Linked DNA regions of Hordeum vulgare: region 1 is linked to region 2. Evidence: chromatin contacts called from public Hi-C data. All regions are on one chromosome and are shown on one strand. The core of a region is the stretch at or near the end of the contact, and the rest is flanking DNA. Distances in the headings are between cores, read along the strand shown.

Region 1 (4,793 bases), core at 37-2,536, 630 kb before region 2:
AGTGGGAGCTCTATAGCGTTTCAAATATTATATGTGGATGACATATTACTAATTGGAAACAATATAGATTTTTTGGGAAGCGTAAAGAAATATTTGACCAAGAGTTTTTCAATGAAGGACCTAGGAGAAGAGCTATCATATTAGGCATCAAGATAATAGAGATAGATCAATACGCCTAATAGGACTTTCACACAACACATAACTTGACAAATCAGCCGGAATTTGAAATGTTTTTCTAGATTATTGAAAAAATGTTCCGGAATTTGAAAAAATGCTCTGGAATTTTAAAACAAAATCTGAATTGCTAATCGAAATATTTCTTATTTTACAAAAAAATGTTCCGAAATTTGAAAAAATGTTCCGGAAATCGGAAAGTATTCTCGCATTTGAAAAAACGTTCTAGAATTTGAAAAAATAGAAAAACAATTATTAGAATTATTTCAAACAACAAAATAAGCTGGGTCACAATGTTATTATTTTCACATTTGTATAAAAAATCATATTTTACGAAAAATCTTTTGTTTTATTAAATTGTTCACAAATGGAAAACTTGTTCAAATTTTGTTCACCAATTCTGAAAATATTCATTATTTTAAAATGTTCGGGGATTTTAGAAAATATTCTTCATTTTCTAAAAAAAGGTTTTCCTTTTCAAAAAATGTACGTAAGTTCAAAAAATGATCTGTTTCAAAAAGTGTACATAAGTTCATTTAATGTTAACCGCTTGAATAATTATTCACAACTTTTCAGAAATGTTTGTGTTTCCAACAAAAATCTCGTATTAGAAAACTGCACAACTTTTCAAAAGATGTTCCCGTTTGCAAAAAGGTACATTTTGCAAAAGATGAACGTTTTCCAAAAGAATGGTCAAAATAATTCTTTTTTTTTCAAAAATTGCACATTTTTGTAGCTTCTGAACATTTTACGGAATTTTGATTTTTTTTTTCTGAAGAACAAGAAACAGAAGAATAAGTAAATAAAATGAGTAGCATAAAAACTGAAAAAGAAAAGGAGAAAAGGAATCAAAAAAAGGAAAAGAAATAAACTAAAAAGAAACTAAAAAGAAACAAAAAAATAATAAATTAAAAAAACAGAAAAATCCCTATAAATACTAGTTTAAGATCCTTCTAGAAGGTTTCCAAAACCGGTTACGAACCTTCTAGAAAGGTCCAAAAATCGGACGGTGTACCTTGTGCGTTCTCACGCAATTGGGCCGGTCCATTTCGATTGCCTGTTGGTTCGTCTTTGTACGAATGGTTGACACCGTGCCGCAATGAGCGATGTATAGGACGTCCCGCTCCTACCTACCGTTCGTTGCAACAGAGACGAGCTGCAAGGCACAGGGGCTCTCCCCAACTAGGCCGGTCCAGCTTATTTTTTGTTAAATCCAATTTTTCTATTTTTTTTTCTTTTTCTGCTTATTTCCTTTTTTTGTTAGCTTTTCTTTCTTTTTTGCTTTTCTTTTCGTATTTTAAGAAAAAACCATTTCTTGAATATGTAGAAAAATTTGAAAGCGCGAATAAATTTTTAAAGCACGAATATTATATTAATTTTGAGAACAAATTAAGAAACCGAGAACAATTTTGAGAAATCTTGAACAAATTTTGGAGCGCGAACAATTTTTTAAAGTACGAACATTATTTCAATCTTGCGAACAAAATTTTCAAAATAAAAACAATTTAAAAAAATTCGAACAAATTTGAAAGCGCAAACATTTTTCGAATTTTGAGAACAAATTTGAAACTGAGAACAATTATGAAAAACCGTGAAGAAATATGGAAGCGCGAACAATTTTTTAAAGCTTGAATATTTTTTGAAACTTGATAACAAAATTTTGAAAGGGAGATAAATTTTTTAAAGCACATTTTTTTAATTTTGAGAACAAATTTTAAAACTGAGAACAATTTTAAAAATCATGTACAAATTTGGAAGTGCGAACCTTTTTTTAAAGCACGATTTTTTTTTAAATCTTGAGAACAAAATTTGGAACAGAAGAACAATTTTGAAAAAGTCCCGAACAAATTTGAAAGCGCGAACAAATTTTTAAAGCACAAACATTTTTTGAATTATGAGAACAAATTTAGAAACCGAGAACAATTTTGAAAAATCCTGAACAAATTTGGAAGCACGGACAATTTCTTGAATCTTGAGAACAAAATTTTGAAACGGAAAAGAATTTTTAAAAATCCTGAACAAATTTGGAAATGCAAACAAGTTTGAACATTTTTTAAAACAAAAAACAAATTTATAAAGCATTAACATTTTTTGAATCTTGAGAACAAATTTAAAAAATGAGAACAATTTTGAAAAATCGTAAGCAAATTTGGAGGCGCGAGCAATTTTTTAAACATTTGTCAAACATTTTTAAGTCGAGATTTTTTTTAAAGAAGGAACAATTTTTAAACATTTTACAATTTGAAGAATAATTTCTGAAAACCAGAACATTTTTGGAAAATCCAGAACTTTAGAAGATCTCCCTCATTGTTACCCCCCCAAAAAAGCTCGTGTGCTTGCCACCCCTATCACATGTCATGATGTTGCAAGTATGAGTTTTTATTACCCGCTGCACCGGACGAGACCTCACTTGCAGCACACTTAGATGTGTGATTGTGGTATTGTTTTTATGGGGGACAATCGCGTTTTGTGATTCATCCGATGATGATGCGATGAATGCAATGATGGGTCTTGTAACATGACAGTTCATGTTGTCAACAACATACAGGTATCTTGATGGCGGCAATTTTCATTATGGGTCATGTTGCACGGAGATTTGCAACATTGGTCATGTTTCACAGAAGTTGCGATGGCTACAATTTTCTCTCTCACAATGACTCAATTCAATAGGGGTCATGTTGCAAACCGTGAGCGCAATATGGCTCATGTTGCAAAGCAATTGTCTTTATAAATCTTCAAGCACAACATGATTTATATTGCAAACCTTCAAGTGCAATATGGCTCATGTTGCACCCACTTGTCGACTCCATGGGGTGTCTCCGTAGATCACAATAACTCGCGACTCACCAACATGAGTCAGTTTCGCTCGTCCTTTTCCATTTCTTAAATTATATGACCATTAATTTGGAAATTCATGTTTTTCAAACTTTGTCAAAAATAATATTTTTTTGAACATTTTTCAAATTTGCGAATATTTTTTGTACTTCATGGATATTTTTTATACTTCACGGAGGTTGTTTAGACTCATGACCATTTTTAAAATTTGAAAATATTTTGAATCTTGAACATTTGTTTCAAGTTCATGAATAATCTATGAGTTCGTTATTTTTTTCATATTCATGAAGATTTTTCGAATTCACTAACATTTTTAAAATTTGCAAACACTACTTCCAAATTTGTAATTACAATTTTCATATTCCTTAACATATTTAAAGTTTGCAAACACTACTTCCAAATTTGTAATTATAGTTTTCATATTCCTGAATATATTTTCAATTAAGATTTTCTTTTTCAATTCGTGAACACTTTTTTGAACCCTCGAACGTTTTTGCTACTTCATCAAACTTTTATAAGTAAAATAGAATCGGATTATAATAAAACCTAGAAAAAATATCCTGCTACGCACATTCGATTGGAGTAGCTCAAAGACGTACATATCAAAGACATAGCAAACTCTTACTTCACTAAAAATATTATGTTGGGCCGGACGCCTATTAGCGCAAGAGCTATCGGGGCAGTTGTGTATGGTGTTGCCCCATGCTCCACCTAGGTAAAATTTCACGATACAGCTAAAAAAGGTAAAATTTCATGAAGTAGCTTCCACCGCACGCATCATCTCATTGTGACCCATTGTTTCAGCCTTTTAAGAGCAATCCGCCCCTGACCCGCAAAATAACCGTGAAAATGCGGGTCGGGACGGAAAAGTCTACCCGATCAGACCCCGCATCCCGCTCCGGTCCGTAAAAAATTTTAGGGGGCGCGGCAAATTCACGACCCCAACCTGGGAAAACGCGAGTTTCCCCCTCGCGGTTGCGTTGCCCTGCATAACAGAGAAGCAGTTGGCGGGAGGGACATTTCAGCCCGCTCTATTTTCCCCCTCCCTTCCGCCACCATCCGCCCTTGCTTCCGCCTGCCCCTCCGGCCATATCTGCAGGTGAGCCGCTGCACCGCCCCTCCGGATCCAGCGAGAAGAGCCGCCTCCCGCCGCCGCCGCCGGGGATCGACCACCGCCTCCTCGCCGCCGCCGGTTAGTACCTTTTTTATGGTTCCTAATATCCTCCCGCCAACTGCCCGAGAAGATGGAATTGACCCCGCGCGAGAAGTTCCCGCTATCCGATTCGTCCGATTCGGACGGCTCGGATGTTGAGACCATGCTTGCGACCTTTTGGCAGCAAACATTAGTCATGGCGCTCGCCGTGAAGGAGCATGAAGACGAGAACCGGAAGAGGAGGCGAGGATCGACTGTCGGGCATTTGTGCATTCCTTGGAATCACCATCTTGGAACGAGATGTTGATGCAAGACTATTTCGCAGAGAATCCTACATATCCTTCACACCTCTTTCGGAGAAGGTACCGAATGCGCCGATCCCTCTTTGTGAAAATTGTTCAAGCTTGCGGGAAAAATTGCCAGTATTTACTCAAAGAAGGAATGCCGTGGGCTTAAAGGGATTTAGTGCATATCAAAAAATTTCCGCAGCTATGCGGGTGATTGCATATGGCGTTCCGGCTGACTATACCGATGAGTACCTTCGCATTGATGAAGATACCACAATTGAGTCTAGCTATGAATTAACCGACGTTTGTCACATGGGTCGTGTCGCGTCAAAACATGATGCCAA
Region 2 (4,656 bases), core at 869-3,368:
AAAATTCACCTTTTCAATTTTGTTCTCGAATTCAACATTGCTTGCAATTTTTAAGAAATGTTATCCGAATCTCCATGGTACTGTGTGTTCTTACAATGTTTTGAACTAAAATGTTCAATAGGTGTTGTGTGATGGAGTGGCCGTGGCTGGTGGTTGGATTATGAGCTCGCGAGTTGGACTCCGGAGGGTCAAAACAACTAGCGGGTTGGTGGACCGGCCCAGCAGTGCATCGCCCCTATGCGTGCGAGCGAGAACCTATCCCACAATGCGGCGGGTAGGAGCTCCCACATAGGAGGTCCCCTCACTGTTGGCTAACAAACAAGGGGAGCTCCTATCATCGCATTATGTGGAAAACAGACTCCTCTTTGCGAGGGTGCGTCCGTATGAGCCGACCCTTTTGAGTTGAATGAACCGAGCTGTCTGGCGAAAAAAAAACATTACAACGGGTTGTTCGGCCTTCCTAGCAGTGCATCGCCCCTATGCGTGTGAGCGAGAACGTGCCGCAGAGAGCGACAGGTAGGAGCTCCCACGTAGGAGGTCCCCCTCACTGTTGGCTGACAAACAAGGGGAGCTCCTATTCACCGTATTATGTAGCAAGCAGACCCCCTTTGCATAGGACGCGTCCGTATGGACTGGCCCATTTTCGAGTTGAACGAACCAAGCTGCCTCGCAAAAAAAGAAAAATAACATTGTGTCGCGCATGCTGGGATTCTAACTAGAGACTTCGTGCTTGTGCATGAGTCCAGCTAATGAGCAGAGCAAACTATAAAGTCCTAAATTTTGCGGTTTAAACTGAACATTACTTAAAAAATGCAAATCATGCTTCAAATTCCAAACAGTTTAATTTAGTTAGGAATATTTTGAAACAAATGTGAATAAATTTTAAAATTTCACATTATCTTTTCAAACTATGAATAAATTTTGAACTTTCCATTTTTTTGTAAATGTGAACATTTTTCCAATTTGTAAACAACACTAAAAAAATGGACATCATTTGAAATTATAAAGAATCTATTTAAAACAAAAAAAATCAATTTTTCAGAAAATTGTTTTACACGTGAACTTTTTCCAAAATTCCAAAACAAGTTTGAAAATGTGAACATTTTTGAATTTGTGAAAAATATAAAAATGGGGACAAAATGTTAGAATCGGAACAAAATTTTAGAATAAGAACAATTGGAAAATCCTAATTTTTTGGGAAATGCGAACATCTTCTATATATTGAACACAAATCGAAACCCAAACTTTTTTCAAAACTTTCGAATATTTTTTGAATTGATTAAATAATTATAAAAGAGAAACAACTTTTGAATACATGCACAAAAAATTTCAAAACAACAACATTTTTAAATTTTCTGAGAAAATTAAGATTTGAAATCCCGCTCAATTTTTGAAAAGTTCTGAAAATATTGAACGAAAAACTTCTGAACAAATTTTGGAAAATAAGAAAAAATATTGAAATGCACAAAGAATTTCTTAAAAACACAAACATTATTTGAATTTATTGACAATTTTTGAATACATTACCATTTTAAAAAGAGTAGAACTTTATTTTGGATAAAGATTGAAAATTACGTATTTCAAACATTTTTTAAGATCTCAACCTTTTTCAAATTTGTGAACAAAACCTTCTATCAGATAGGTATTTTGAAATTCTAAACATGTTTTTCAATTTACGAACATTATTGAAATTTGGGAACAAAATTTGAAAACAAGAACATTTTTCTAAAAGTTTTTTTTGAGAAACGCAGAACATTTTTGAAACTTGGAAAAAATAAAGAAAACACTTGAAAAAGGTTAAAAATAAGATAGAAAGAAAAAGAAAAATAGAAAATGAAGAAAAGAAAAATAGGAAAAAGAAATAGAAGAAGGAAAAGAAAAGAAAAAACGGTTCAGGAATCTCCTAGAAGGTTCACAAAACCAGAAAACCGGCGGGGAACCATCTAGTAGTTTACTAAAACCGAAATCGAACAAACGTTCAAAGGTTTTAACGGACAGGCCCATCCAGGCGTCACCCGACAACTTTCCGCAACAAATGGCAAATAAGAATTTCCGACAAACAACATGGCGACTGTATCAGGAGCTCCTATGCGTCGCGCATTGCCGCAAGTAGTCAGTCAGACGCATAGGGGTAGCGCCCCCAACTAGACCAGCCCATCTTCGGCTCGCCCGCAAGTCAGCGGGTCCAATTTTTTTTGTTTGAAAAAAATCTAGTAGTAGTTTTTCTACTTTTTGCAATTTCGGTTTTTTCTCGAATTTTGGAACATTTTTTTCAAATTTCGGAATATTTTTTCAAATTTTAGAACATTTTTCTTGAAAAATCCGAAATATTTAAATAAAAATTCCAGCACATTTTAGCAAATTGTGGAACATTTTTTCAAATTCCGAAAGAAAATCAAATTTCAAATCATTTTTTTAATTCCGGAACATTTTTCAAATTTCAAAACATTTTTCAAATTCCAGAACATTGTTTGATACATGGTCGACATTTTTCTAGGCACTTTTTAACATTTAGATAATGGTTGATTAGCATTTTAATTGCAAGATTAAATTTGTTAAACATGATTAACATTTGTTAAACATGACTAACATTCTTTTGTATATGCATTTAACATTTGAAAGGAAAACGCTTAGTATCAACCTGTGGATTTTTACTCGTGCATGTGCCATCTTGGAGAAGCAATTCATATTCTTTGTGTATACCTTCTTTCCTTCCCGAATCATCAAGCATCTTCCATTATGCTACATGATCGGAGATGTTAGCTATCATAAAGACACCCACGAGTAGATCCAACCCGTGTCCATCGGCCACGGCCACGAAGGTAGCATGCTAGCATACATGGCCATGCAGGGCCGGTTCATACATTTCAGAGGCCCTGGGGCGAGATAACAAAATGGGGTCCTTGTAGATAGATAAAAATTTGAAATTTATCATATTTCAACAGCAATTCAGTAATCAGTACATAGTATAGATCAATGGTCTTTGAACAGGGACAATGAAACGCACGCCACATGTTATTTATTTGTAATAATCTAGAGAAGTACAACATAGTAGTACGGAAACAATATAGTTGTACAAAAGACCACTCTTCTAAGTGGCACAAAGAGACCATCATTTCATCAATTGATCTGCAAAACAAAAACCCATGTCAAAACTGGTAGCAAACTTAGCACTTCATGTTTACATTGATGTTCAGATCTACGAAACTTACATTGGTTTCTAGCCTCCCCAATCTGCATGTTCTTCACTTCATGTCTTCACCCGGAAATTTTTTCTCTAAGGCTTCCTGCATAAGGCACAACAAAGCAAGCTTAGCACTTCATGTTTATACTATGAAGATATGATCTTGGTGTTTCTTCTAACACTTCGAGAAGCAAAGTCATCAATAATCACATCAACATTTATTTCATCCAGTTTATCTTCTCAATGCGTAAAGTAGCAAGACCATTCAATCTTTCCTATGACATTGTTGATTTCAAATAATTTTCAATAGCTTCAACTTTGAGAAACTACGTTGAGCTGATGCTACAGTGACTGGTACAGTAAATAAAATTCGATAAGCTATTAATATATTTGGAAAACAACCTATGTCTCTAACATACTCAAAAATCTCCATAGCACGCAATGGCACATCAGAATCTGCTAAAGTCATTTGCAACATTCATAATTCTGAAAAGAGCTCATCTAATTCAACACCACCTCGAGAAAAACGCTTCTACAAATTTAGCACAACATTTGCGTAATTCAACATCATTCAACGTCTTCAAATCTTTCGAGTTAAGTAAAAAGCCAAATATACTTTGGAACACTTTAAGTTCTTCAAATGTGTTTTTTAGAGATACTTTTTGCAACATCAACCATAACTAAGAAGTAATTAACTTCAAACGCCTTCCCGGCTAATAGAACTTCTTCAACATTATCAGGTTCATCAAATTGCTTCTTCCTAGTAACATTACGTTTTACTAGAAACGATGGATATATTTCCATTTCTGATGCAAGTCCTTTCGCAATCGTTAAACTAGATGCAAATCCTTCATTTCTGTAATTTTCAAAAAAAAGCATCATTCCTTCAATTTGCTGCAAAGTAGAGTCAACACACATGGTCACAGACTGCAACTTTTTGCTCACCGTGTTCACAACAAATAAAATGTCATGACAAATGACCATGCCTAGTAAAATGTCATGCAAAAATATATTCTCTTCTCTTAGAGGCCCCTTCTCTACCAAAATATGCCTAGCTTTATCATCCAAATTATTCCAGTGTCGTGGATCTAAGATATCAGCAGTAAAAGGTTGTTGTTCACCAACACTTGGAATTTGTTAATTTGTTGAATCAGCTAGATTTTCATGCTCCCTAAGATTAATTTCATCCTCGTTGGTTACATAATCTTCATCTAAATTTTCAGTTTGCTGCTCTTCAACAGTCACTATGGCCAATTGCAAGGAGTTCCTAGAAGAACTAACTATTCTATTTTTTAATTGAACCTTTCTCGGATTCTATTAGTTCATCTCTGTATTTTTTCTCTTCCTTTTCTCACTACCAGATAAACATTTTCTAAAGACATGTCACCAATCAATTTGCAAAAAAAAGAGTCAATACAGGGAACAAAAGCACCTGGATATGGGCTCGATGTGAAATTGTCGATGTGAAATCT

Evidence for each region. Hi-C and Micro-C count contacts between places; a contact is called where the count stands out from the background.
Region 1: a contact with region 2 is called in a Hi-C map of leaf, with 2.9 times the contacts expected there. The contact joins two enhancer-like sites. A contact is called at or near these places in 2 of 6 Hi-C or Micro-C datasets (leaf and seedling).

The regions. Positions count from the first base shown.
Region 1 is chr1H:374,007,599-374,012,391 of MorexV3_pseudomolecules_assembly, reverse strand. No RefSeq gene overlaps it. Among protein-coding and RNA genes, the nearest start is that of LOC123411435, 68 kb to the left of the region's middle. Within about 2 kb of position 1,286, at least 3 of the 3 cell types and tissues checked have open chromatin away from gene starts, as enhancers often do. A contact at or near this core is called in leaf and seedling, where this site is marked.
Region 2 is chr1H:373,382,198-373,386,853 of MorexV3_pseudomolecules_assembly, reverse strand. No RefSeq gene overlaps it. Among protein-coding and RNA genes, the nearest start is that of LOC123438304, 330 kb to the right of the region's middle. Within about 2 kb of position 2,118, at least 3 of the 3 cell types and tissues checked have open chromatin away from gene starts, as enhancers often do. A contact at or near this core is called in leaf and seedling, where this site is marked.